Linked DNA regions of Mus musculus: all the other regions are linked to region 1. The links are chromatin contacts, called in public Hi-C and promoter capture Hi-C maps. All regions are on one chromosome and are shown on one strand. The core of a region is the stretch at or near the end of the contact, and the rest is flanking DNA. Distances in the headings are between cores, read along the strand shown.

Region 1 (2,715 bases), core at 127-2,626:
TTGACAGGACTTACCCCACACTGTCCCTGGGTGGGTGTTGGGCTGCAGGGAAGCCACGGGACTCTGCTCCGGGGGTGGGGAAGCACAGCCTGAGGTGCAGGACAGCCAGAGCTGGCTTGGAGCTCCCCAGGCCTGTGATAAGACCTGGTCTTCTGGTTCTCAGGCTCTTGGACATCCAGGTGCGGCTGGAAGCTGAGGAAGAGCTGAAAGCAGAGTGGGGGCCCGAGGGTTGGATCTAGCCCAGGGCCAGGGTGGGGGAAAGAAGGGAGGAGCTCTGGCTGGTCTCAGGGGAGAGTCCTTGGCTTGAGTTTAGCTTGGGCTTGGGTCCTGGCTGGGAGCACAGAGAGGCCTTCTATGGAAGATTACACAGTGGCTCTGTAGACAAAGGTCATCTCCGTGTCTCCCTGCGGCAGATCCTGAAGAAAAGAGGCAGTCCTTGGTTTTAAGGCATTTATTGTCATGGCAGAAAGTGGATGTGTAAAACCATACCCCCCTTCTCAGGGTGGGCCTGAGATTAAATACCTTTTACAGGGAGAGTACCTCATTAAAATAGAGATTAGATTTGAGCCTATGTGACCACAGGTCATATCCTCTACCTGTGGAGGGGCTTGGGGAGTTGCGCTTATGTAACTGATGACCACAAATCTATGGAGGATGGAGGTGGGGCTACAGCTAGTGACAGAGGCCTGGTGTCCAGGAGCAGGCAAAAACTCCTACTGTCCCTTCATGGTCTCCTGGGCATTTAGCCTTAGCTCAACCAGGGACCAGCTACCTTTCACCGCCCCACGGGGGGGAGGGGTAACGTGCAAAGATTCAGACAGAGTTTAAAAGAGAAAGAAAGAAAGAAAGAAAGAAAGAAAGAAAGAAAGGAAGGAAGAAAGAAAGAAAGAAAGAAGAGAAGAGAAGAGAAGAGAAGAGAAGAGAAGAGAAGAGAAGAGAAGAGAAGAAAAGAAAAAAGAAAAGAAAAAGTCTAGTCCCTGCAGCTGCGTTTCACGAGGCTGTGGAGAGCCCTCCTCACTTATATTTATGCCCTTTCTGTGTCACTTTCTTTTTTGTTAAACCTCAGAGGTGTTTTAAATTCTTACCAAACAGCATCTGTGGGAGGAGGTTTAAAAGGAAACCTGGAGCTGTGGAAGTGGGGCGGGGCCGGTGTTTTCTCTCCGTCTGAAATAAGAATGGACAGCTTCTTCTGGAAACCGGTTTCTTTCTGTCTTACTCCCTAACCTCTCCAGGTCTGCCTTTAAAAGCAGGACAGTTCTGCATTACTGCAGAAAACCCCACCAGCGTCCCTAGTGCGCACACAGAGCCGGAGTTTTCTTCTGGCCGAGAGGGGGAGCCCGGCGATCCTAGCCCTCAGCAACCGGGAGTCCCGACCCAGCCCCTGCCGTCGCCAGCACCAGTTTGGGCTTCAGCGGATTAGAAGGAGGGAGAGGACCAGAGCCCTAGGGTCCGGAGCCCAGTGCCTTTCGAACCTGCACAAAGTTTTCCTGTGGGATACGAACACGCGATCGTGGGCCACGGTTCCCGGAGCTCCTGTGCCTGCCCCAGCCCTGCGACCGCATCCCTCTACAAGCCAGGGTAGGAAGCGGGAGCGTCTCTGGTCCGGCCAGCTATGGCCAGGTGGCGCGGAACCAGGAACAGACCCCGAGAGGAAAGCGCAGTTAGCAGGAGGGTGAGGAGGGCACCGGGCTGCGACCGCTTATAGGTTGCGCAGATTCCGACCCCGAGGGCACAGGGAGTCTGTGGGCACTGAAAGAGGGACCTGTTGCTGCAGGCGGGGGCAGTGAGGGAGGAAGATGGGGCCACCCAGGGACGCCAGCCCTGTGCCTTCCCGCCGCATCCTCCCCTCGACCCAAGGAGGAACTTCTGGGCGAGGTGGGGGCTAGCAGGCGTCGGGAGCAAGCGGTGGGGGGACGCTGGACCATCCCGCCCGCTGCGGGTGCATGGAACAGAGGCTGCTCAGCAAAAGGAGGCATCGCTGGGTCAACTAGGCGACCCGAGAGCCAACTTCCTCCAGCTTGGTCTCGCTTTGTTTGGGTCGCTGTAAAAATGTGGGCAGCGGCAGGGGAGGCGGCAAGGAGCTTGTGACTGGGCCGCAGATACTTTAAAGCCCTACGTGGGTAGGGCCCCCACTCTCGGGCGGTGTCCATGCGGCTGCCCTTTGGCTAGGCCGGTCAGATCCCCGCTTCTGCGGGCGTTATGTTAGTGGGACTCAGCTTGCCAAGCTTGCTTGCTCTGGTCCACCTCCTGGTGGTGGCCCAACTGGCTCTCTATCCTGGGGCTGCTGGGCTGATTTCCCTGTTTGCAGGAGGGAACTCTGGGCAGTCTAGTTTTCTTGGAATGTGTTTACAATGTAGAATGGGACTTGAACAGGAAGCTGAACGCTGCAGCTAGAAATAGCGTGCCAAGGTAGAGTGAGGGAGATACAGCTGCTGTTGGGGAAACTCTCAAGTGTGGGCTGGCAGTCAAGGAACACCCCTACCTCACCCCGACACACACACACACACACACACACACACGCACACGCACACACACACACACAGCGTCTTAGTTTTTCTTGATGGAGCTTGTCTTTGTTAATAGACATTTACGTGCGATATTTCAGTCTGTTTGACAACATAATATCAATTAGGAAGATTTAATAACTGTGTATTCTGTCTGCTTTTAAAAATGCTGCACCAACATTTAAGAATGAAAACTTTCTAGACTCTGTCA
Region 2 (2,715 bases), core at 84-2,583, 1.2 Mb after region 1:
CCACTATGTTCATAGCAGCCAGAAGTTTATAATATTTCATTTATTTATAATAGCCAGAAGTTGGAAAGAGCCCAGATGTCCCTTAACAAATCATGGATACAGAAAATGTAGTACATATTCACAATGGAGTACTTTGCAGTGATTAAAAACAATGACTTCATGAAATTCACAGGCAAATGGATGGAACTAGAAAATATCATGCTGCATGAGGTAACCCAGACACAAAAGAACACACATGGTATAAGTGATACTAACCCAAAAGCTCACAATGCCTATGATACAATCTACAAACCATATGACACATATAAAGAAGGAAGATCAAGGGGCAGATGCTTCAGTCCAGGATGATTGTGGGAGATGGAATGAGAAGGGGACAAGGGAGGGAGGAAGGAGGTGGAAATAAGAGTGGCAGTATTAGAATCTAGAGGAGACGTGAGAGAGGTACATAAGGGCAGGAATTCGAATAAATATAGGTAGCAGGGGAGAAGAGAACTGGGGGTAGCCACTGGATGGTCTCAGACACCAGAGGAATGTGGGGCTCCCAGTACATTAGCCATAATGCGTAGAGAAGGGGAGATAGAACCTGTGGACACCACCTCCAGTATATAGGCACAGCCCCTTGTCGAGGGATTGAGCCACCTACCCATTTCAAAGTTGTTTTATTTTTTTTAACCCAGAAATGTTCCTGTCCAAAGGAAGAACAGGAACAGACTAAAAAAAGGGTCAACCAGGGAACAGCCCTGTAAGACCCCAACCCTCATTCATTGGTACTTATTTCAAGATACCCCTGAGTGAGACACTGAGATGCAGATGGATGCAAAAGCAAGAGGCTTATTTTCTGGCACATTGGGGTCAACCCTCAATCAATTCATCTAGGAGTGTGACCACTAATGGCAATTACAAACAGTTTTTATACTTTTTAGGGGCACAGGTTCCATCAGCAAAGTTACAGTTCAAACTTATTGGCTAAGCGTATTGACCTTTAAATCTATGGCTACCAAGCATGACACACATTTGAACTCTACCTGGGACTTTCCAGAGGGTCAGGTGACTATCAGTCAGTACATTCTGACAATTTTATTTTTTACTCAAGAATGTTCCTGTGGGTGGAGAATGGAACTTGGCCTAGCCTTGAGCCCAGGCAGGAGGGGGAAGCTATAAGGAGGGTGTGGAACTGGAAAAAGCCCTTGGTGTCCCTCAACCCCACCTAGGAAGACTTCATGTCTGCAGACATCAAACCCAACACTGTTGCCAAGGTCAAGAAGCACTTGTGGACAGGAACCAAGAAGGGCAGTTCCTGGGGAAGGCCTGGCCAGCAACTGACCAAAGCAGAGGAGGAGACTTGGATCCATCCATCAGGGAACCTGGTGGGGGAGCTGGCAGAGAACTGAAGGAGCAGGACAGGATTGCAACCCCATTGGAAGAAAAACATAGGCTAGCCTGACTACCCATTTTTTCCAGAGTCTATACCACCAACCACTGGGTGTACCTAAAGGGGTCTTTGGCTCCAGATACATATATAGCAGAGGATGGCCTTGCCTATCAACAACAGGAGGGGAGGCCCTTGGTCCTAGGGAGATTTGATGCCCCAGAGTAGGGGGACGCTGGATCAGTGGGGCAGGAGAGTGTGAGTGGGTGGGGGAACACTCTTGTATAGGCAAAAGGGAGGCGGAAGGGCATATGTGGGATGGGTGGTGGCTGAAGGGTAACTAGGAAGTGAGATATTATGGGATAGGGGGGGTTGGTGGAGAGGGTAACCAGGAAGTAGGATATCATTTGAGATGTAAACGAATGGAATGATTAATAACAATAAAAGAAAAAAATTTTAAAAATCAGAGATCACCAGAAAGACAAATCAAATTAATAAAAAATAATATGGGCAATAACCTTTATATTACAGGTACAGAGACACAGAAATAAATTAAAGAAAAAATGGAAATACATACTAAGCAAATTTCCAGCAAAAACATTGATCAGTACTTACAGGGAACAAAATGCACTCAGACTGTCAGGAGGGAATTGACTAATTTGACATATACATCATTGTGGCACTTGAGATGCTGAGGCAAGTAGATTACTGTGAACCTATGCAAGCCTATACTATATTATGAGTTCCAAGCAAAACTGCCTTGAAAACAACCAAAGTAACCCAGCCAGTCAAAACAACAAAAATCCAAATATATATATATGTATGTGTGTGTGTGTGTGTGTATACACATATATATACATATATGTGTGTGTGTGTATAAAATCATTTTTTAGTATAAGTGTTACATGGTTTAAGTGTTTGAAAAAATCAGTTTCTTCTGGTTTGTAAAAATTGCTCGCATTGTTTGGTGGGTTTTGTTTTTTTGTTTGTTTGTTTGTTTGAATGTGTTTTTAAATTCTGAGTTTTAGTATGTTAGCCAAACAGTTATTTCTTGATTTTCAGCAACAATAGTGATACAATTTCATGGCCAATATGAAATCATTCCTGCTTTCTATATTTTAGTGGGTGGCTGACACTTACTCATTACTAAGAAATTAACCTTAGAATGGGAGAGCCCTTATGGATCAGTCCTTAGTCAATACATGGGCCCGGTGATCACCACACACCACAGAATAGGTATGGCATAGAAATCTTCATCATGCATCAGGGCTGAGAAAGGCAAAGGTCTAAAAACTTTTCCTTGACATAAGCACAACCTCTTTCTTAAAATATATGTGTTGCTGAAT
Region 3 (2,715 bases), core at 130-2,629, 1.1 Mb after region 1:
TGATACTAAAACCAAAGTTGGAAAAATCCCTATCTATGTGTCACTGTGTGTTGTACCAATTTGGATGTCTAGCTGATGTCTGCTACAATATTCAGAGTTGTATTTGGTATAAGGGAATATTCAATAAGTACTGGTTGATGGTACTGGTTTATAAATAATGTGAACAATTAATTAATACTATGAACAATATTTCTGAGGTTTCCTTAATTTGAGGCAGTGACTTGGCTTTAGCCATACTTTAGGTTATAGTATCTGTATAGAGCAGAAAACACTCTAACTTTCCATTAGAGCACACTTACCTCTTCCATCAGATCGCAAAACCATCAGCAGCCTTCAAAAGTGGTCAATAATTGCAGATTTACTCACTGATGTTTTCAGTGAAAGAAAATTGCCTTTGGAAAATTACAGGGAAAGATAGTCTTAAAAAAAAAAGCCAGATACAAGAGTGGACCCATAGAAGAAAAAAAAATGAGTACTAGCAGCCAAATTAGATTTTATACCAAAGTACTGTGTGGTCTTGTTATTACCTAGTTGATTCATCTCTGTTATAAACATTTGTTCTTCATTTGTGAATAAATTCTCCAATTACTCATCACAAGGAACATACTTACAAATCAGCCTAATTTTAAGAGGCAGGTAAGTGAAGCTAGAGAGATGGCTCAGTTAAGAGCACGTGTGGTTCTTGTGACATACCAGGGTTCAGTTCCCAGCACATACATGGCTGCTACTCCCTCTTCTGGCCTCTGTGGGCATCCGGCACATGTGTGATGCACAAACAGACGTGCAGGCAACCACACATACACACATAACAAAAATAAATAATCACTTTTAAATTTAAAAAAATCAGACATAATTGGTTGAATACAGGCATATAAATAAATTAAAATACAAAAATCACAAGGTATATGTACACTGGGAACAAAAAGTAATTTTTTTCATGGGAAGAATACTGAGAGATGAAAGATCAGAAAGACACAAAAGCACATGAAGGAACTGGAGATCATTGTGTTTCTATAGACACCAATAATTTATGTTTTTTCATAATATTAAAATACTAATAAAAGATAAACCTGAAATACAGACCCACATGTACATAAAATAACTCTACAAAGACAACAGTCAGCAATTACTGAGAAAGACTTCTTATCTAACCATGCAAAGCAAAGTCCTACATTATATTTTATGCCTAGTGTTTGGCATCAATATCATTCCAGGGTGTGAAGGCACAACATGATATCATGCGCTGAACCTGAACAAGAAAGTTCTGCAGAATGCTGTTCGACAGTCTCTCCATGACTAATTCTGTTTGCAGAGTGAGCTGTGGCTGTGGTCATATTCAGCCAGCCAAGACAATGTTTCCAGAGTGTAATTGTTCCAGGCATCAAGGCACTTTACAACATGTTCCCATTGCCTTTTGATACTCTATGGCCAGGAGACTGCTGAGAAAATATTATTCACCAGAATTAGACTGGACTAGTCAGCTGCCTGGTTATTACATCGCACGTCAGCTCAAGCCATGTCTGCAACTGAACTCACCAGATGTTTCCAATTTCTCTTCCTTCTGAACTACAAGTTGAACTTTTTTCCTGGCTTTGAAATATTTTAAACAAATAGTTTTCTGGGATGTCTCATAAAACTTACATAATAAAGTCCCAGGTAGTATCATAATAAGAGTCCAGGCTCTCCTGAGCTGCCATAGACCTGACCCACCTATTGCCACTCACATTCTTTTAATGAGGTTTTCACACAGGAGTCTCATTCCTATCTAGAAATTTCCATCAAGCTGACACATTTTCTTTTCTTTTTTTTTTAATTTTTATAAGATTTATTTGTTCCTTCTTTTATTTTTTTAAATATTTTTCATTATTGCGTATTTTCCTCAATTACATTTAGAATGCTATCCCAAAAGTCCCCCATACCCCCCCCACTTCCCTACCCACCCATTCCCATTTTTTGGCCCTGGTATTCCCCTGTACTGGGGCATATAAAGTTTGCGTGTCCAATGGGCCTCTCTTTCCAGTGATGGCTGACTAGGCCATCTTTTGATACATATGCAGCTAGAGTCAAGAGCTCCGGGGTACTGGTTAGTTCATAATGTTGCTGCACCTACAGGGTTGCAGATCCCTTTAGCTTTTTGGATACTTTCTCTAGCTCCTCCATTGGGGGCTCAATTCTGAAACTACTATACACCCTCTGTTAAAGTATTAAATAAAATACATTTTGCATGCAATTAAGCTCTTTTATGCACAAAAGTCACAAATTTTATGCACATAGTACACCTTTCAAATACGTACTATGTTTTCAAGGATACCCAAAGATTTTGCACATACTTAAAAAGAAACATACAAGAATATTCACTACAGTCATTTTTAATCAAGAACTGGAACTTAGAATCAGCAAGCACACCCTTATTAATAGAAATTGGCAGTGAATTTTATATTGTGTCCAACAGAAACACTACACAAACTTAACATAATTATGCATTATGCATACAGATTAGGATGAAAAATCTCCATAATGATAATTAGGTGAAAAAAAAAATCAGAACTAGGTCAACACAAATATGTATGTGTAAATACACACAAATACCTACATATACTATATAATTTTGTAGCTGTGGATTTTATTTTGTTTTAATGTACAAGAATTCTTTACTTAAATATAAATAACATTAGAGAAATAGATCAAAATGAAAATAAACTGAAAATATGAGGA

What was found. Promoter capture Hi-C pulls out the DNA fragments that hold promoters and counts their contacts. A called contact is a pair of places that touch in the nucleus more often than the background predicts.
Region 2: a contact with region 1 is called in a promoter capture Hi-C map of hippocampal neurons, with 7 times the contacts expected there. The contact joins the enhancer-like site here to the promoter of Gulp1 in region 1. A contact is called at or near these places in 3 of 39 promoter capture datasets (the 3T3-L1 cell line, cranial neural crest and hippocampal neurons).
Region 3: a Hi-C map of uterus shows a contact between it and region 1, with 6 times the contacts expected there. The contact joins the enhancer-like site here to the promoter of Gulp1 in region 1. A contact is called at or near these places in 9 of 39 promoter capture datasets (the 3T3-L1 cell line, 3T3-L1-derived adipocytes, cranial neural crest and 5 more), 6 of 484 Hi-C or Micro-C datasets (adipose-derived mesenchymal stem cells, embryonic fibroblasts, myocytes and 1 more), 5 of 115 datasets of contacts at active chromatin or transcription factors (astrocytes, embryonic limb bud, embryonic stem cells and 2 more) and 2 of 9 other capture datasets (adipose tissue and embryonic stem cells).

The regions. Positions count from the first base shown.
Region 1 is chr1:44,550,295-44,553,009 of GRCm38.p6, forward strand. It overlaps Gulp1 (GULP, engulfment adaptor PTB domain containing 1), which reads left to right and starts at 1,377. Exons shown (of 11, transcript NM_028450.3): 1 at 1,377-1,578. Gm39635 (a long non-coding RNA gene) reads right to left here and starts at 1,163. Exons shown (of 3, transcript XR_865406.1): 1 at 1,086-1,163; 2 at 15-416.
Region 2 is chr1:45,708,303-45,711,017 of GRCm38.p6, forward strand. The region is part of intron 4 of Gm39637 (a long non-coding RNA gene); the gene reads right to left. Among named protein-coding and RNA genes, the nearest start is that of Gm23216, 24 kb to the left of the region's middle. Within about 2 kb of position 1,334, at least 2 of the 459 cell types and tissues checked have an H3K27ac peak or open chromatin away from gene starts, as enhancers often do.
Region 3 is chr1:45,674,547-45,677,261 of GRCm38.p6, forward strand. No RefSeq gene overlaps it. Among named protein-coding and RNA genes, the nearest start is that of Gm23216, 9.7 kb to the right of the region's middle. Within about 2 kb of position 1,380, at least 43 of the 459 cell types and tissues checked have an H3K27ac peak or open chromatin away from gene starts, as enhancers often do. A contact at or near this core is called in adipose tissue, adipose-derived mesenchymal stem cells, embryonic limb bud and 3 more, where this site is marked.